Regions from separate parts of the Mus musculus genome. Here all the other regions are linked to region 3. The links are chromatin contacts, called in public HiChIP or PLAC-seq and Micro-C maps. All regions are on one chromosome and are shown on one strand. The core of a region is the stretch at or near the end of the contact, and the rest is flanking DNA. Distances in the headings are between cores, read along the strand shown. Region 1 holds the start of Ncoa4 (nuclear receptor coactivator 4). Region 2 holds the start of Dph3 (diphthamine biosynthesis 3). Region 3 holds the start of Slc18a3 (solute carrier family 18 (vesicular monoamine), member 3).

Region 1 (2,700 bases), core at 46-2,545, 300 kb after region 3:
TTCAGTTCTTAGGGCCCACATCAGGTGACTCACAATGGCTTGTAAGGGGATCTGACACTCTTCTTAAACAAACAAAAAAATCCACAGAGCAAATCAAGCGACCTGCTGAGCAGTACAAATTAGTCTCCTGTTTGTCACACAGGATGAAATTCTTTCCAATGTTCTAATGTACTTTAAAAGTTCAGAAACATCACAGTGGGATGCTAACGGAGAACCAACAGCCTTACCTGTCCCATACACACCCAGGGAAGTAACTCAAAAGGTCTATGACCATACTCCAAATTACCAAGTGGGTGGAAAGTCAAGTCCTTCCAAAAGGACGCCAGGGTGGCAGGCCCTTACCTACTAAACAACACTAGCAGGAGAGCTGTGTGCAGGAGGGTCAGATAACTCCAGCCCCTCTGACTTGTCATTCTTGAGCCATCCTCCCAAGTTCCAGCCTGTAGCACTTAAACCCATACTGTTCCCACCGCAAGGGCTAAGTCACATCAGGGCCGGGAGCACGTCCACTTCTTTACATTACTATATCCTCAGTACCCTAAGCATATAGCAAATGAACGCCCGAGCTATGAATTAATGATTCTGCAAGCTCTCTCTTCTCATCAGCTGAAGGGACGAATCAAACGATTTAAAGGGACTGCTGGGAGAAGGAAACGGATAGTGGGCCTCCAGAAGTCATTCCACCTTGCCAAACCACTAGGAATAGGGGCAAATGTGCACTGGGTCAGTAATGGAAACCAGGCCCGCCTGGGACCAGAGAAACAGGGCTGTCACCGCTATAAACCCAGAGGACAGTCAGGGCAATGTAGGGAAAGGGATGGAAGAGAAGCATTCAGGCTGCAATCGTGGCCCAGGAACGAAACATGTCGACAGGACAGAGGAGAGAAGACAGATCCAGCGCTTGGGCATGAAGGAAAAGTGGTAGCGTCGGGACGAGGGGAGGGAGAGGAGCTCTGGCCTGGCGCGACGCGGGGACTGGAGAGGCGATCACAGCAGACGTGACCTGGGGAAGGGAAGGGCCATTGGGCCCCGCGTGCAGGCAGGTGGGATGGTGGTCCCGGACCCGAGGGTCGGGAAGAATGGAGGGGAGGGCAGGACAGGCCACAGGCCGGAGCGAAGAAGGGCACAGGGCAGAAGAGGAAGCGCGCCCGCCGGCCACTCTCGTCCTTACCGGCTGGCAGCGCTCCTTCCGGTGATCCGAGCGGACCTTAGACCGACCCAGACACTTAGCCGTGGAAGGATCCGGACCCTGAAGACAGAGTTCTCGCGATAGGATGGCCTCCCTACCACGCTTCTCGGTAGTGTTCTGACAGTCTCGCGAGATTTCCTTCCGCGCCTGCGCAAAGTCTTCTTAGAGCTCAACGTGGAGGCATGCAGTAACACTCCCTGCCCTTAGTCTGGATCATTTTCGTGCCTATCAGTAAGTCTCTAATCCCAGCACTCCGGAGGCAGAGGCAGAGGCAGGCGGATTTCTGAGTTCGAGGACAGCCTGGTCTACAGAGTGAGTTCCAGGACAGCCAGGGCTACACAGAGAAACCCTGTCTTGAAAAAAAAAAAAAAAAGCACTTCCTGTTCTTGCAGAGGACCCAGTTTTGGTTCCCAGCCACCTACAGGATGGCTCACAACCACCCATACCTCCTGGTTCCAGTGCCTTCTGACCTCCAAGGGCACCAGGCGTGCACACGGTACAGATGTATATATGCAGGCAAAAAAGAGTCATGCAAATAAAGAAAATAAACTCTTTTTTTCCTCTGGGGTTTGTGGTGGTTTGAGTAAGAATGGCCCTCTCGGGCTCACGTGTTTGAATGCTTACTGATGAGAAGATGGCTCTACTTAGAGTGAGTGTCCTTGTTGGGGTGGGTGTGGCTTTGGGGGAGGAAGTATGTCACTGGGGGTTGGCTTTGAGGCTTCAGAAGTCCAAGCCAGGCTTAGTGGCTCACTCTTTCTTTCTGCTGCATGTGGATCTGGATGTAGTACTCTGAGCTACTTCTGCCTGCAGGCCACCCTGCTTTATGCCATGCTGATAATGGACAAAGCCTCTGAAATGGTAAAGATGGCCCAGGCAAATGCTTCCTTTTGTAAGAGTTGCCATGGTCATGGTGTCTCTTCACAGCAATAAAACAGTGACTAAGACAAGGCTGATGGGCTTTATAACTTAGGAAAAACATGCTACATTTTTTTTTAAATATTGAGTAAATAAATGTCAGAATTAATGTTACAGTTTCAAGTCAGTGTATTTTAGCTGGTCTGTATGCCACACCTAACTGACCCTAGAGCTAGGCCCCACCACCCACAGAAGTCCGGCTTCTGAGTTTCCTGTCAGACTGCGTGAGGTCTAGAGAGCCCCTTCTCCAGTATCTCTAACCTGTTCTAACCTTATGCAAACACAGTGTGATGTGGGGACTCGATAAAGAGGGGGTACCTAAGTAACTGGAAGGAAGGATAAATGAGAGTACCAGGGACAAAGAAGAAGTCTGGTTTCATCATGAACACACATGCTTTTTTCCATTGTAAAGCAGAAACAGATGGTTCTGAGCCACCATGTGGTTGCTGGGAACTCAGAACCTCTGGAAGAGCTTCGGGGCTCTTAACCACTGAACCACTTCTCTAGCCTAAACCAGAAACAAGATGCAGGCAGAAGAGCCTTATTTGTAGAAGTGGTGGAAATGGATGTGGGCCCCATAGGAAAGCACACATGCA
Region 2 (2,700 bases), core at 95-2,594, 380 kb after region 3:
GTATTTATACCCATAAAGATAGAAGGCTTTCACTGCATTTCTCTTCTGCCCAGACAGGCTACAGCTAACCTGCAACAGGCTACAAAGATCTCCTAATTGCTATTTAGATCTTCAATTATGTTAAAAAAAAAAAAAAAAAAAGGAATGGAGATCTTTGAAACAACCTTCCATACACTTAAGTTCTGGGTTTTTTCCTCCCAAAGGCTTCTCTGCCCATAGGTTTTCACACTTCAAAAAGGCTTCAAAATATAGTGTCCTTTAAACATGCACAAAATTGGTAATTTATGCACACAACTGTACATACTTAAACACTGTTACAGAAATGTAAACTACATAAGTCATACATGACTGCTGAACTATTCATTCTCGTGCAAAAGAATGTTAGATTCCAAAGGATCTACTCTCAGAAGAGGATGTAAGAACCAAAGAATGTAATTTTCCAACCCCCAGAGCTCTTCAAGTCAAACTGGAATCCAGTTCTGCCATACTACTTTTCACTACACTGCACTCCTCCAGTGAGATGAGTAACTGCTTAGCACTACTCCAAAGTCCCTGGTTGTAACCGGAACAAGCCCAGCACGGCTCTCGGAACAACGTGCTTCTCAAAGAAGAGGCTGCACGCTGACGAAAATACCAGGAACACCATTCCTTTTACCGAGAACTAAAGTTCACATAAATAATTTGTTCCTGGGCTTTAGAGACAGCTAGGCTCATCGTTATGGCCTAGGTATGCAATCTTGGGCAAGATGCCCAGTCTCTAAATCTATGTTAAAGATGAATAAAATGGATTTTTGAACCTCAAGATCAAGTTTAACATATAGGTTGCCCACTAAAAACCCCAATAATTAAAAGCTACTGTGCCCACCACTGCAGTGAATATTTAAAATATGGCTAGAACTCGCCCCTGTCTTGCAGATCTTGGTTCTCTACAACACAACCGGGGTATCAGAAAGTGGCTGGGGTGAGAGAGGCAGTGATGTACCTGCAGGCAAGAACTCATAACAGGCCAAGAGTCACTCAGAGTTCAAGGTCGCCTGAAACGCAATTGCAGGAGCGCTGTGGGCCGAGAACTGGAGAGGACGCTGTGTGGCTCCCTGAGCCTCAATGATTCCCCCTTTCAAGAGGGCGTAGCCTCCGCCAATTCTTTTAATGTCCTCTGAAGTCAGCTATGGAGGACAAGACTCCACCTGCATAGAAAACTCGTTTATATCCCAAGCCCAAACTCCCCGGGCCCCGGACTGACGTAACCGCCATGAGAGGGAGCCCTTCACACTATTGGTCGCTGGCACCCAGTGGACGGAGAACTGCGCAACGCTGCTGCGCAGGAAGCACCATCTTTCCGGCGCTATCTCCATGGCGACCGCGACCGGGTCACCCTTTTGGCCGCGGCGGTAGAAGTTACGTCATCGCCTGTGCGTCCGGAAGTGACTGTTCCTGCGCCAGGGTGGACCGGGAAGACCGGGCCTTACCCTGCCTGGGCGCAGGTAGGCAAGCTGATGCGGTGCCGACCGGGTGACCATGGCGGTGTTTCACGACGAGGTGGAGATCGAGGACTTTCAATATGACGAGGACTCGGAGACATATTTCTACCCTTGCCCCTGTGGGGATAACTTTGCCATCACCAAGGTACTCTAAAGGGCCCGCCGGCGATCCCTCGAGCTTGCGCATTGTCGCTTCCGGTGTCCCTGGGAAGGCTCAGTTACCCACGTGTTCTTCCGAACCCCCGCCCCTAAAGTAGTAACCTAGGCTGTCTAGCATACAGGGTCGGGTTAAGGGCGCTGTTCTCCGTAGTCCCGCCCCTAAGTGTTTTTCTTTTTTTTCTATTTTTTTTTCCCCTGGGAGCTTCTTTGAAGAAGGGAACTTGATTTTGTACCCCAGGGTTTTGGAGGCGATCGAACCAATCTAATCTCCCTGTTTTTTTTTCCTAGATGACACTTGGGAGGAAAGTTCTTTGTGTTGTTACCCAACTAAAGACTTGCCCATAGACATAGGAGAGATTTATGGGAAGTTGACGAAAGGCTATGCTGACCATATGTTGTTTGATTGCGTTGTAGGAAGATTTGGAAAATGGAGAAGATGTGGCCACGTGTCCTAGCTGCTCACTCATTATAAAAGTGATTTATGACAAAGTAAGGGATATGTTAAAGGGGATGGGTGGTGTGAGCTAATGACAAGGGCCTAAAGGAGCCTGTCTGATAGAAAAGGGCGGAAGAGTGTTGGGTGTTGGTTTGTTTTTTGAGACAGGGACCTTAAGTAGCCCTGGCTATACTGGAACTCATGATGTGAACCAGGCTGGCCTTGAATTCACAGAGATCTGCCTTTTATGTAACTTATGATCACTTTGGAAAGGGCAATAAAGAAATTGCTTTGTAATGAAAATTGATGACTTAATCAGGAATGAAAAATTATGGTTATTTTAATTGATGTTCTTCCTTTTGACATTTCTCTTGTATTTAATATTTAGTTTGTTCAGAGCTCTAGGATATTTTTAGAAGATTGCATTTTATTGCTTGCCTAGCTTATGTACAGAATCTACCTTGTTTGAGATATAGTTCCTAGATGTAATGTTACAGTTCCATGTTCCTTTGTATCCATTAGGAATGGCAATAGAAAAGGGGTAAATATCTTTACTTCCCACCCAAAGCTCAGTTAGTGCTTTGGAGTCTAAGTACAGAATGTAACAGTCTAGAGGATAAATTC
Region 3 (2,700 bases), core at 150-2,649:
ATCTAGTAAGTGGTAGCTCTGGAAGCCATCCTATTTGTCTGCCTCTGGAGCCCAGATCACGATGTCTCCTTCCCGGGTGGGAAGCCCAGTGGAAGAAGCTAAATCCGAGGCTAGCTTGGGATCTGAAGGCTCCTGTGATTCCGCAAGACAGGGAAAGTCCAATCTCAACGTCACCACCACCTCCAATCTCAGCTGACTGGCATCCTCTCTCCTTCCAGTCTGTGGACTGGAACTCGGGCCTCACGTGCCATCTAGGGTCAAAACTCTTCTGAGGACACACTGGGCCCAACGCATAGGCTGATCTGTTCAGCCTGTCGCCTGCAAATCAGGACGCTCAGCGTGTGCAGCCCTCCCGGAAGGAAGGTGAGCCTTCCTAAGCCTCTACTGACAGCAAAGCTGCAGAGGCCCTGCTGCGTGAGACCCAGAAGCTTCCACGCCACTTGTGAGCCCCACTCAAGACTTGGAGGCGGCCGGGGTGGGGGTGGGGTGAGGAAATGCAGAAAAGTGGGCGGAGGCTCTCAAGAGCAGAGGGAGGGTAAGGTCTGGAGAGAAGAGGGCCAGGGAGGAGTTAGAAAGAGGAGTGGGAGAGTAGAAAGGAAGGGAAAATAGGCGGAGCTGGGGGGGGGGGGGGGAGAGACCCGCGCCCGGAAAGCCGAAAAGGAGAGGCCAGGTAGGGGGAGGTCAAAAAGTGTTAGTTTTGACTTCCAGGACCCTGGGTGCAAAGAACGACTCCTCCTCTCAATACTCAAACCCTTAAAGACTGGAATTAGCTGCTAAGACTTTCTGCCTAAGGGCAGGTGGGTCGGAACCAGACCCTGAAGGCTCTGTACCTTCCCCCTCCCTTCCCGGAGGAGGGGATGAGACGGGCTGGGGGCGGGATTGAGGAAGGGGGTTGCTTGCGCTGTGCCTCTGGGTCCCGGCTGCGTGTTCCAGCTGCGAGAACAGATGGAGGCAGCGCGGCTCACCTCGGGGGCTCCGTGCCCGCTGTGCGCCGAAGTCCAGGCTGAGGAGGAGGTCTAGAGCCCCCGGCTCTCCCGTCTCCCACCAGGCTGCGGGGAACCGGCTGCCGCACCCCTCCTCCCAATTGGGGGAACCTCACCCCTATAGGTCCCAGAACTGGGGGAAACATAGGGCCGGTTCCTTCCACTGCTCACCCATCCCCAGGGGCTTGTCTAGGACTACAGCTCGCCAAGATCCCCTTCCCCTTGCTCCCAACCTGGAAACATCTCGGAAGCGGACCCCTGCCCGGACGCGCCCCGCCCCCGGCCCCCGGCCCCCGCCCCGACGACGTCCTATTAGCATGAGCGACGCCAGTGGCCCGGGCACCACTCGGGGGCCGAGACTCACCGCGTCATAGCCCCAAGTGGAGGGAGAAAAAAAAAAAAAAAGAGAGGCGGCGGTGGAGGAAGAGGCAAGAGCGGACGCGCGGGGAGGGCTGGAGAGACGGCGGGCGGCGGCAGCATGCCCCTGGGCGGGTGCACACGGCCTCTCTGCGCGGCAGGGGCTGCTCCTGCTCTCTCTGGGCACCGCGCGTCCAGTCTCCCGCCTCAGCCCCTCGGCTTGCCGGCCTCCGCGGTTGCATCCGAAACAGCGGCAACTGGTCCCTGGAGCATCTAAGAGCAGCGGCGCCGCGCGGGACAATCCTTGATTTTTTTTTTTTTTTCTCCTGAGCTCGGGGATATGAACCCCACAGCCACCTGAAGCACAGGGGGCGCTACGCGGCTAGGACCGCGCCCCCGAAGTACCGTACCCTAGCCTCTGCACTGCGGGACGCCGACACCCGACTCCGGTGGAGGCATCTTAGGAAGAGCAGCGGGTAGGGGCATGGAACCCACCGCGCCAACCGGTCAGGCCCGGGCGGCGGCCACCAAGCTGTCGGAAGCAGTGGGAGCCGCGCTACAAGAGCCCCAGAGGCAGCGGCGCCTGGTGCTGGTCATCGTGTGCGTTGCACTGTTACTGGACAACATGTTGTACATGGTCATCGTGCCCATTGTTCCCGACTATATCGCTCACATGCGCGGGGGCAGCGAGAGCCCTACCCTGATCTCTGAGGTGTGGGAACCCACCCTGCCGCCGCCCACTCTGGCTAATGCCAGCGCCTACTTGGCCAACACCTCGGCGTCCCCGACGGCTGCCGGGTCGGCTCGGTCAATCCTGCGGCCTCGCTACCCCACAGAAAGTGAAGATGTGAAGATAGGCGTGCTATTTGCCTCCAAGGCCATCCTGCAGCTTCTGGTGAACCCCTTAAGCGGGCCTTTCATTGATCGCATGAGCTACGACGTGCCGCTGCTTATTGGCCTGGGCGTCATGTTCGCCTCCACAGTCATGTTTGCCTTTGCAGAAGACTATGCCACGCTCTTCGCTGCGCGCAGTCTACAAGGCCTGGGCTCAGCCTTCGCGGACACGTCTGGCATTGCCATGATCGCCGACAAGTATCCCGAGGAGCCTGAGCGCAGTCGTGCTCTGGGCGTGGCGCTAGCCTTCATCAGCTTTGGAAGCCTAGTGGCGCCACCGTTTGGGGGCATCCTCTACGAGTTCGCGGGCAAGCGTGTACCCTTTCTAGTGCTCGCCGCCGTGTCGCTCTTCGACGCACTCCTACTCCTGGCGGTGGCTAAGCCTTTCTCAGCTGCGGCTCGGGCGCGGGCCAACCTGCCCGTGGGCACACCTATCCATCGCCTCATGCTAGACCCTTACATCGCT

What was found. Hi-C and Micro-C count contacts between places; a contact is called where the count stands out from the background. HiChIP or PLAC-seq counts read pairs in DNA pulled down with a chosen protein or histone mark.
Region 1: an H3K4me3 HiChIP or PLAC-seq map of embryonic stem cells shows a contact between it and region 3, with 10 read pairs. The contact joins the promoter of Ncoa4 here to the promoter of Slc18a3 in region 3. A contact is called at or near these places in 15 of 39 promoter capture datasets (the 3T3-L1 cell line, the C10 cell line, the SN4741 cell line and 11 more), 1 of 484 Hi-C or Micro-C datasets (embryonic stem cells), 6 of 115 datasets of contacts at active chromatin or transcription factors (bone marrow-derived dendritic cells, bone marrow-derived macrophages, embryonic forebrain and 2 more) and 2 of 9 other capture datasets (adipose tissue and pancreatic islet).
Region 2: a contact with region 3 is called in a Micro-C map of embryonic stem cells, with 3 times the contacts expected there. The contact joins the promoter of Dph3 here to the promoter of Slc18a3 in region 3. A contact is called at or near these places in 7 of 39 promoter capture datasets (the 3T3-L1 cell line, the HPC-7 cell line, embryonic stem cells and 4 more), 3 of 484 Hi-C or Micro-C datasets (cortical neurons and embryonic stem cells) and 5 of 115 datasets of contacts at active chromatin or transcription factors (embryonic stem cells and large pre-B cells).

The regions. Positions count from the first base shown.
Region 1 is chr14:32,158,482-32,161,181 of GRCm38.p6, reverse strand. Ncoa4 (nuclear receptor coactivator 4) reads right to left here and starts at 1,295. Exons shown (of 10, transcript NM_001033988.2): 1 at 1,172-1,295.
Region 2 is chr14:32,084,336-32,087,035 of GRCm38.p6, reverse strand. Dph3 (diphthamine biosynthesis 3) reads left to right here and starts at 1,344. Exons shown (of 3, transcript NM_172254.4): 1 at 1,344-1,626; 2 at 2,055-2,129. The coding sequence starts at 1,519. Oxnad1 (oxidoreductase NAD-binding domain containing 1) reads right to left here and starts at 1,308. Exons shown (of 8, transcript NM_145460.2): 1 at 983-1,308.
Region 3 is chr14:32,463,549-32,466,248 of GRCm38.p6, reverse strand. Slc18a3 (solute carrier family 18 (vesicular monoamine), member 3) reads left to right here and starts at 1,399. Exons shown (of 1, transcript NM_021712.3): 1 at 1,399-2,700. The coding sequence starts at 1,825. It overlaps Chat (choline acetyltransferase), which reads left to right and starts at 340. Exons shown (of 16, transcript NM_009891.2): 1 at 340-442.